Regions from separate parts of the Mus musculus genome. Here region 2 is linked to region 1. Evidence: chromatin contacts called from public Hi-C data. All regions are on one chromosome and are shown on one strand. Each heading gives the region's core, a stretch centred on a gene start, on an enhancer-like site or on the middle of the called end of the contact. The rest is flanking DNA. Distances are from core to core; before and after follow the strand shown. Region 1 overlaps Gng12 (guanine nucleotide binding protein (G protein), gamma 12). Region 2 holds the start of Tacstd2 (tumor-associated calcium signal transducer 2).

Region 1 (5,098 bases), core at 1,040-3,539:
GCCTACCCCCAGTCAAACACTTCCTCCAATGAGCCTGCACTTCCTAATTCTTCCCAAACTGCCACCAAATGGAGACAAAGTGTTCAAATAGATGAGTCTTTGGGGGCCATTCTGTTTCAAACAGTAATGAAGGAGGGAAGAGGATGGTGGACTAAGAGGCCAGAGGTTTGTGCCGCCTTCAGTTACAGAACCACTTGAACAGGGACTTATGCTGAGTCTCAGCTGCTTCATCTGCCCGTGAGATAATTCACTTCCATAATATGATCACTCCACTACAGGAAGCACTGCTCGTGACAACAGCCTCCTTCTCTGTAGTCAGTACTCAGCCTTCTGCAGCTTCAAGTGTTATCTATACATGGCTACGATGAGTTATATGTGGCTAGGGTGACATTTTGAAAACTTTTAAAGTCATTTTTAAAGTAGACCACTTCATCAGATTGTTTAAATCAAACAGGAATTTGAGAGTAACCTAAAATATGTATATGCTTTGGAAAAAAATAAGTGTCTTGGGCTGGGTTGATGGCTCAGTAGATTAAGGCACTGGCTACCAAAACTGGTAACCTAACTTCTGTTACCAGAACCCACATAGACGGTGAGAAGTGATTCCTGAACATTGTCCTTTGACCTCCACAAATGTGCCGACATATGCCGCACACAGTCACACGGATAAATAGTGTTATTTTTTTCATACTATATACATCAAATTTATACAATTTTATTTGTCAAATAAATGAGACAGAGAACATGTGAAAAAATTGTAAAATGGAACTTGAATCAAATAGAAAAAGCTCAATTTTGGCAAGTATTTAATTGCTTTACAATTCTCAGTACTCAGCAGCACTGCATGACTTTATCAGGTCTTTTGGGGCAATGACTACCATTTGACTTAGGTCTTTATCACTTCTGTGGCATTTGAAATGTTCAGACAAATTTCTTGGTTTCTCTTTTTGTCTTCAGTCAGAGTCCAAGTTAGCTATAGCTACTAGCTTACTCAGGGATATTTCTTATACTGCTGGTCTGTATCCTCTTTACAAATGATGATAACACATAGCAGAAATAATAAATTTAATTTGAAAAAGGACAGTAGTAATTATATCTTTTGACTCAGTCTTTTATATGAACAGATTAATAGTGTCATTCTTTTATTAGGTTCCATTTAATATTTTGTGAATAAATTTTGAGGCATAAAGGTATACAATCTAAGGTTTTTGTATAAAGAGCTCTCCTTTTAAAAATTATTTTCTTTTAAAATTCTCCTGTGTGTGTGTTTGTATGTGTGTGTGTGTCTGTCTGTCTGTCTGTCAATATGTGCATGTATCCTTAGAGGTTCATAGGCACCATATCTCCCTGAAGTTACATATGGCTGTGAACTTCCAAACTTTGGAGGTAGGAGGCCTTTGCAAGAACAATGTGCTCTTAACCAATAGTGTTATTTTTAAAAAATGCCGGTGTTATGAAGTTCATTAGTCATATAGTGTGAGAACTCAGAGCTTAGGTAGTAAGGATTAACTTCCTCCATGTAACCTAGATCGGGTCATTTTCATGGGGATAATGCACCCAGTGTCATGGAAAGAAAAGGAAAGCTTACAGTGCTTGGAGTGGGCACCGGCACACTGGCACTGCGCTTATGATGGCCGTTGTTTCCTGTCGCGGTATCAAATGCAAATGGACATGCATTTGAACAATGCTTTGTTCCTTGTGACAAGCGATGAACAGCAACCCGAAGGCACTTTTATGTGTAAAGTTACTGTCTGTTTTGTTTGAGGAAGAACATTTGGCAATTGAGAAGCTTTTAGTTACCAAACTAGTACATATATAAAGCAGCCACATTGACCTAATTAAACAGCTTTCCGTTTTTTAGATCTCATTTCATTGTTAAAATGAGACAGTGATTTTGCTACCAGATTGTGTATATATTTTTTTACAAGGATTAGGAAAATACATATTTACAGCCATATTAGATAACTGCTCTAAGTGCAGATGTTTATTTTGCTTTCTTTCCGTAAAAGAACAGGTGCCAACAGGAAGCTAAGCAGAGCGTGTGACTTCCCTTGGGAAGAACGGGGAAAGCAGGACTTGGAACCATGTGCTGATAGCCCAGTGCAGACAGGAACAGACAGGCTAAGCGGGAAGGTGCCTTTTCATGTGGCAGGCACTCACTCCAACAGTCCCCCACCCCCACCCTGGGCAGCCCAAAGTAGATGGAGCTACAGTCTCGTCGTCCTGTAGTACGTACAGGGAGTGTATGCACTGGTTTGGGCTGAGCTAGTTTCGTAGTCTGTTTTGTAACACATGCCTGTGTTCTTCTGGTGAATGAATAACCAGATGAGCAAGAAACCCATGCCTGTGCTGGTCCTGACAACACCTTTTGAGCAACAGTCTTCCTTTATTTGGAAGATAAAATATGACTAGGCAGTTGCAAAAAGGGAAGCGGTAGATGGGTCTGTGGCGTAGAGTAGACCACTTTAAACGGTTGGTTACCAAACGTTTAGTGAGTATCTAACCTACACTTGAGGTCATAAGACCTTTTTTTTTCTTTTTACAAACCTGTAGTCTACTCTGAGTGGCCTTAGAAGAAGAAAAAATGTATAGGCATACCTTGTCTGCCTTTTCAACCTTGTCCACAAGCAGGGCCCAGGACAGTGATTTTCCTCCTGAGTCTCAGTTATGGTGGCAGCAGTCAACCATTCCCATTCCTGTAGCTCAAGAGACCTGGCAAATTTTGCATTGTTTGGTTATTTTTTTGTTTTGTTTTTTTGTTTTTGACACAGGGTCTGCTCGGTAGACCAGACTATACTCAAACTTGTAATGATCCCCTAACTTTCAGATCATCTGACTTCAGTATATATAAACAGGACTGGATTTAATTTTGTAGTCTTTGTTTAAAGAAGACTCTCAAGGTAATGTAAAACTTAGAACCTACAAAAGTTGGATCTGAGTGTAAGTAAGTGTAGCAGGACTGACTGCCCCACCTCCAGGCCTTCCCTTTGCCCTGTTGTGTGGTCATCAGCATACTCAACCCCCAGCCTACAGCAGGCTCTTGGCAGGAGGTAGGGGCTAAGCCTGGTTGTTCAGTGAGGACTCCTGACTCTTCCAAAGAAGGGAAGACAGCCCAGGTTGCAGAGAACTGCTGCCAGAGTCACTCGTGGCCACCAAGCACTTGTATGATATGATGAAGTCCCACCACTACCCCATGAAGGGAGGCCTTCACTCTCAGGCCTCCCGTGCATCTGTGGTTGACCAAAAGCTCTACCGAGGAGGCCTTAGAAAGGAGCCTTGGAAGCCGTGACCCAAGCCTTAGGAGAACCATCCAGCCTGCAAGACTGTACAGATACGTGCTGACGTGTACTCGATCTCTCTCGGCCTTAAGTGTCTCTTGCCTCTCTCTGCATAAAAGAGCTAAAGCACTTTGCTCATCAGTCTGAGTGAGATGTACTAAGCAGAAAAGGGATGGGGGGAAAACCCTTTGGGAAAATCAATGTGAGGGTGACTTTTCCAGTACAACACTGGCTCTCCTCGCCCCCTGGAGGAGGACTAGAGAATGACTGTCACAGACCATCCCAAGCATAGAATGTTCCTTCTGCATGCCTTGAGAGTATTATTAGAAGCTTAGAATTGGACACCCGTTTATAGTGGTAAAGAGTGAAATGGTTACGACGCCATTAAATTGACATTTCATATTTGTTAAGTACACAGTTGTCTTAGCCAAGGTTTCTATTCCTGCACAAACATGACCAAGAAGCAGTTGGGGAGGAAAGGGTTTATTCAGCTTACACTTTCCACATTGCTGTTGATCACCAAAGAATGTCAGGACTGGAACTCAAGCAGGTAAGGAAACAGGAGCTGATGCAGAGGCCATGGAGGGATGTTACTTACTGGCTTGCCTCTCCTGGCTTACTCAGCCTGATTTCTTATAGAACCCAAGACTACCAGCCTAGAGATGGTCCCACCCACAAGGGGCCCTCTCCACTTGATCACTAATTGAGAAAATGCCTTACAGCTGGATCTCGTGGAGGCATTTCCCCAACTGAAGTTCCTTTCCCTTTGATAACTCCAGTTTGTGTCAAGTTGACACATAAAACCAGCCAGTACAATAGTGAACAGTTAGGACAACCTACCACTGCTGTGGTTCACATCAAATTATCACTAGTGTTGTGCATCGTCTCCCTCTTTAAGACTTTACCAAGGAGGCTGTAAAGATGGCTCAGTGATTAGGAGCATACACTGCTCTTCATGGGACCTTAGTTCAGTTCCTACTGTCCATACCAGGTGGCCCATACCTGCCGGGAACTATAGCTCCAAGGGATCCAACCTTTGGCCTTAGCAGGTATCTGCACTCACGAACAATTTAAAAAATAAAACAAACATTAAAAAGAATTTGTCAAGGATAAAAAGGTGATCAATCAGAAAACAGGAACTTTCAACTGTGAACTGAATACATATATCTAGAGTCTTGAAAACAAAATCAGTTTACTTTAAGTTGTTGGTATTACTACTAGCAAATGCCGAGGGGGAGGGGGAGGGCAGATTCTAGTTACAATTAAATTAAGGAGTAATCTTACCACAGCTCTACTTTCTGTGTATTCAAAGAAGAATTCAAAATAAGCCAGTGTTGCAGAGGCCTGTAATCTCATCATTTAAAGAGATGGGACAGTGCCATGGCCCAGTTGTTCAGCGTTGATTGTGTGCTTTATAAATGGAGAGCATCTGTAGGAAAAGTCTCACCCATTATCCTTGTTCGACTGCAGTACTTCCATCCCCCAAGTGACAGACACAGTGGTGCTGTTTAGTGATAGCTTTAGTGTTTGCTTTTTCCATAACCTCCTCTCTCCAGAACCTTGGGTGCACATCAGCGCCTGAGGACATACATGCACTGCTGAGATCTTGTAGTATTCATATGTCGGGGCAGGTGCTTCTCTGTGACTGTTTTTCCTTAAAAGAAAATGGACATGTTGTAAGTTATTGTTAGCTTTTAAAACACTTGGCAGAGGCATTAATAACTATTGAGGAAGTTCTTAAATATTTTGTCTTTAGTATTTCGCTTTTATATAGGCAAAAGATGAGAGTATCATCAACTTTTTTTTTTTTTTTTGCCTCA
Region 2 (4,854 bases), core at 434-2,933, 580 kb after region 1:
GTTGTTTTAAAAAACAGCAGCATTATCAAAGACACATCTGTACAAACATTTTACAAAAGAGAACTCTCTAGGATCAGCTACATCAAGGACAAGCAGAAAAATAGATGCAGTCCAACAAAGACATTGAAAATGACTTCAGACGTTGGAAATGCCTTTTCTTATACAAACGATGGCAGATGAACACTGCGCAGGATCAATTAGTGAGTGAACTGCTCTTCCTTTCCTGAAGGTTGGGAGGCAGGGAGCGAATGGGTCACCAACAACCCGGATAGCCAAATCGCCGCTTTCCCATTTCAAACCGTTTAAGTCTTTGGGTAGATTCAAGTCGCTGGGAAACAAGTGGGCTGCCTGGCACTAGCTTCTTAACCAAGCTATCTAGCCTTTGCTTAACTCTCCCGGTCAGGTTTCCAGTGACTAGACAAGGAATTTCAGAAATGCGTCCTTAAAAAACCAAGGGCGAGGGAGGTGACCTGAGCTCAGCATCTAGAGAACTTGTTTGTGGAGAGAGAAGGAAGAGGTCAAAGCTGGGAGGAAAATTACCTCCTGACTGAGAATTAACAGGCCAACCCATCTGGTCTGAGGTGCCGAGGAAGTCGGGGCATCCTACAGGAAACCTACAAGCTAGGTTCGCTTCTCATCTCCCCCAGCTCCTTAAGCTCCACCTTTTTGTATTTGCCCGACTTCCTCCGTTTGGTGACCACCAAGACCACCACACCAGCCACTACCGCTACCGAGACGACAGCGATGACGGCAATGACGCCGGCGGTGAGGCGCTTCATGGAGAACTGGGGGGGCTTCTCGTCCAGGTAGTAGATGAGCGTCCGCTCCACATGCAGGGGTTCCCCACGCACCTGCACGTCCAGGCCGCGGCGGCCCATGAACAGTGACTCGCCTTTAATGTCCCTTTCGAAGTAGTAGGCGGCATCAGCGATGTCCACGTCTCTCAAGCCCTTCTGCGACGCGTTCTGCCGAAGCTCTATCTGAATGGTGGGCTCCTCATAGTGTACCGCGGATAGGAAGCTGGGGTGCAGCTTGTAGCGTTCTTGGAAGAGCCGCCGCAGCTCGGAGTCTAGGTCAGAGTGGTTGAAGGCTCGGTCGGTCGGGCGGTGGCGCAACTCAATGAGGATGTGGTGGGTTCGCACCACTTCGTCGCAGCGCAGGCTTTGGTCTCCCTTGTCCGTGCGGCGCACGCCCACCGAGTTTACGCACCAGCACACCGAGGTCTGGTTGCACTGGCGCGCCTTGAAGCGGCCCTTGTCGTCACACTCCGGGTCGTAGAGGCCATCGTTGTCCAGTATCGCGTGCTCGCTCGGCATCACCAGGCTGCGGCCGCTCTTCCGGGCGCTCATGCGCGCCTTGAGCAGCAGGCACTTGGAAGTTAGCGTGGAGCAGTCGACCAATACCTGTGAGCCCATTGCCCGACATTGGCAGACCCCGCCTGGGCCATTTGTGTCGCAGACCGTCATCTTGTTGGTGGGGCATGTACAGTTGCTCTGAGCCGTGCAAAAGCGGGTCGCCATCGCCAGCAGTAGCAGTAGCAGCGGTGCTAGATCCAAGCCCCTCGCCATGGTGGGGTGGAGTAGAATGGACCTCCAACTACAGACCAGAGGCAGGGATTCTGAAGGATCAGGCTGGGTAGGACACTGCAGGCGACTCCTGCCGGGCTTTTCCCTCCAGCTCTTATAAGCTCCTGTACCTGTAGGACTGGTTAGCTAGTGACTCACTCAATGGAATTTGGGTGGCGCTCCCTATTCCCAGGTCCCGCGGAAGAAGCCGGCAGCCCTGAGCTGCCTGAGATAGAATCAGGCAGGGGAGATTGCTCCTGCCATCTGCTGACCAAAACCCCATAGAGGAAACCAGTACTTACCTGGCCGCACCCCTCCTCATAGCTCAGAACCAGGGCGTCCCACCTTTCCTAGTGCACCTCAGGAGTTTCTCCAGAGGCCCAGCTCCCGACTCTCACGTCCCTACAATTCCAGACCCCATAATCCCGTACCTTCTTTTTCTCTCAACTCCTATCTTCAGTTTCGTTCCTTCCCTCTCTTCTTGCTCCAGAACACCTTATAACACAGTTAAACAGTTCACTGACATAAACCTGATCACATGCCTTTGTCTGTAAACCCTATTCTAGGTGAGATGGTGCAGCTGAGGCAGGGAGACCTGAAGTCACCCAGCCACTGATTTCCCAGGATTCTCCCTGGGCTTTCTGCTTGGCTTTAAGAACTATAAATGAGTATTTACAAAAACAAAATGTTGCAGCATCTGAAGACAGGCTAGTTAAAACAATTCTATTGCTACATCACCTGCACAGCACAATCCAGTTGTCATGGTGTGCCACATATGAAAAGTCCTATTGAACAATGCATATGCCTGTACTTGTGTAAGATAAATGAAAAGAAAAAAAATTGTAGAGTAAGCCAGTCCACTAGGAGAGATGTACAATTTGATTCTAAGAGAGGCAATTTTTTATTTTCTTTCCCTGTATTGAATGATATAACGAGAGAAGGGAGCCTGTGAGAAACTGTGCTTCTTTAATAGGATGAAGGAGCGACACTCTCTTTTAGAATCTAGAGAAAGTCCACCGCTCAAAGCTGTGGTAAAATTAACAATAATTAACAAACTATAATTATTTCCAGGCCCACCTTCAAAATACATTTTATATATATCAGCATTTAATGTACGCCACTAGAATACTGAACAAGGGTGTCATTTGACTCATGGTAGCCAGTTGGGCCTCTCTGCACCATTAATTTTCAAGCAATTCCTGAGGCAGACAGATACAAACATATTATTTTGTCTTTACAGACAGAGGAAGTCGAGACACGAGGGACAAATGCTTACCCAATAGCAGTAGGAGATCTCGGTACACACCTCTGATTTCTACCCCCACTGTCTCTTGAACAACTAGCTTATCCTGTCCAGCTTCCACCCACCTTGCCTCAGAGAAAGATCTAAAGCACAAATGTGTGCACATCTTCTTTTTTGTTGAGAATACTCTCTCTCTCTCTCTCTCTCTCTCTCTCTCTCTCTCTCTCTCTCTCTCTCTGTGTGTGTGTGTGTATGTACAGGTAAGGAGACATCTTGGCTCTAAGAACAGAGTTCATATTTTATGAACTGGTGCACAGTGCCAACTGCTGTCATAGTTACTGCCATCATCATTGTATCCCTGCAAACTTCTCAGACGTCCACCAGCCTTTGCAGAGTTTGGTACCTAGAATCTCCTTTTCTTTATCTGTTTCAGTATACAATTGTGATTTTCTGCTCAACTCCTTGGTTACTTTCAGGAAGCTTTTTCTGATACATCCCTCCCACATCCACTCAGGAATATGTCTTTTGCTTTTACTTCCTTATTTTTTGCATCCTAGGATTAGCAAAAAAAAAAAAAAAAAAAAAAAAAAAAAAAAAAAAAAAATTACCCTTCCTGGGTCTCTGTTGCCCAGAGTAAACTGGGTACATCAGTTTCTGGCTCTGTTTCTTAGATTTTTTTTTTTTCCTGAGAATCAAACTAAATATACAAGGCAGTGAATGGTAAAGCTTGGTAAACTCCAAGACAATGTTATATTCTGTTAAAAAAATTATCCCATCTCCTCACTTTTCAAGTGATTTGCTGGGTGGTCACAATCTACTATCTACTTGTAATACCACCTCATTTTCATTCCCCTGAGTCCCAAGCCATATGGAGGAAAGCTAGTGGGGAGGCAGTCTCAGGGCTGATACATATAGGTAATCATGTGTTGACTACTTAGTTACCTCATGGGATTTTGTTACGTACTGGGAGGAGTGGAAGTGCAGGCATCCAAGCCTGGTATTCTCAATGTGAAGCTAGAGTGAGCAAAGATGACCTTCATATCCCCTGGCTCCCTTCGTTAATAGCTGGTCCTACCAGGCTTTCTCCAACAGGCACAAACCGATCCAGCTCGGATTCTCTCTTCCTCTAATTAAAAGCAAAATCAAGTGCTAGCTTGATTAATTTCTTTGTGTTTTTATTGTAATGTAGAAATACTTAACAAAAGTTTCCCATCATTTCAGGATTGTCCAGTGCTTACAAGGGGCAGCAGCCATGCCAGATTACTGCATCCCTGGCACAGAGTATACAGGAGGCACTAGGTACTGCGTGTTTAATTCACAGTGAATTGTGTCCAGAATGTCACAATATTGATATGACACTCCCTAGAGTGTACATGTGAACTATTTAAGTGTTTATGACCTGGGAGAGATTAATATCACCACATGTGACATCTTTGATTACCATCCCTACCTTAGTCCACCTTCCAAATACATAGTTTTAAGGAAGACTAGATAATGGCGCCCTGAGATTGCATCTACATGTATGCCTGAACACAGAATCTTAATAGTCTTGTGCCTGTAGAAAAGGAGACTATGTTCTGATGAAGGACTGCTTTAGAGATTAGAGTTAGGATTAGGGTTTGGAATGGCCTTTTTATGTTTAGTAGGTTCAATGTTAGGCTTAGAGTTTCTGGTTGGTCGTTAAGACATGTTAGTATTAAATTTAGTGGTTAGGGTTCAGGTTAGTGTTACAATTTGGGTGGGGGTTATGTTTAAGGTTGGTATTTGGGGATTAGGGATAAAGCTAGGAGATAGAATTAGGTTTAGTGTTCGGGTAAAGTATTGGGTCAGTGTTGACTTAGGGTTGGGGCTGAGTTCACTTTAGAGTTATGGTTGGAAAGTTAGGGGTAGGCTTCAGTTTTGGTTAGTGTTATCAGGTTTTGGGCAGATTAGGGTTAGGAGTAGAGAATGAGTTACTGTTAAGGTTTGAGTTTTAAGGTTTGTTTTTAGGGATTACTGTCAGGATTACAGTTAAGGTTTAGTTCATTTGGGTTAGGTTGTAATTAG

The links. Hi-C and Micro-C count contacts between places; a contact is called where the count stands out from the background.
Region 2: a Hi-C map of erythroblasts shows a contact between it and region 1, with 4 times the contacts expected there. The contact joins the promoter of Tacstd2 here to the enhancer-like site in region 1. A contact is called at or near these places in 7 of 39 promoter capture datasets (cranial neural crest, embryonic stem cells, hippocampal neurons and 3 more) and 4 of 484 Hi-C or Micro-C datasets (cardiomyocytes, embryonic stem cells, erythroblasts and 1 more).

What each region holds. Positions count from the first base shown.
Region 1 is chr6:66,951,937-66,957,034 of GRCm38.p6, forward strand. The region is part of intron 3 of Gng12 (guanine nucleotide binding protein (G protein), gamma 12); the gene reads left to right. Among named protein-coding and RNA genes, the nearest start is that of 4930597O21Rik, 30 kb to the left of the region's middle. Within about 2 kb of position 2,290, at least 102 of the 459 cell types and tissues checked have an H3K27ac peak or open chromatin away from gene starts, as enhancers often do. A contact at or near this core is called in erythroblasts, granulocyte-monocyte progenitors and pre-B cells, where this site is marked.
Region 2 is chr6:67,534,139-67,538,992 of GRCm38.p6, forward strand. It overlaps Tacstd2 (tumor-associated calcium signal transducer 2), which reads right to left and starts at 1,684. Exons shown (of 1, transcript NM_020047.3): 1 at 1-1,684. The coding sequence starts at 1,568. The coding sequence ends at 615.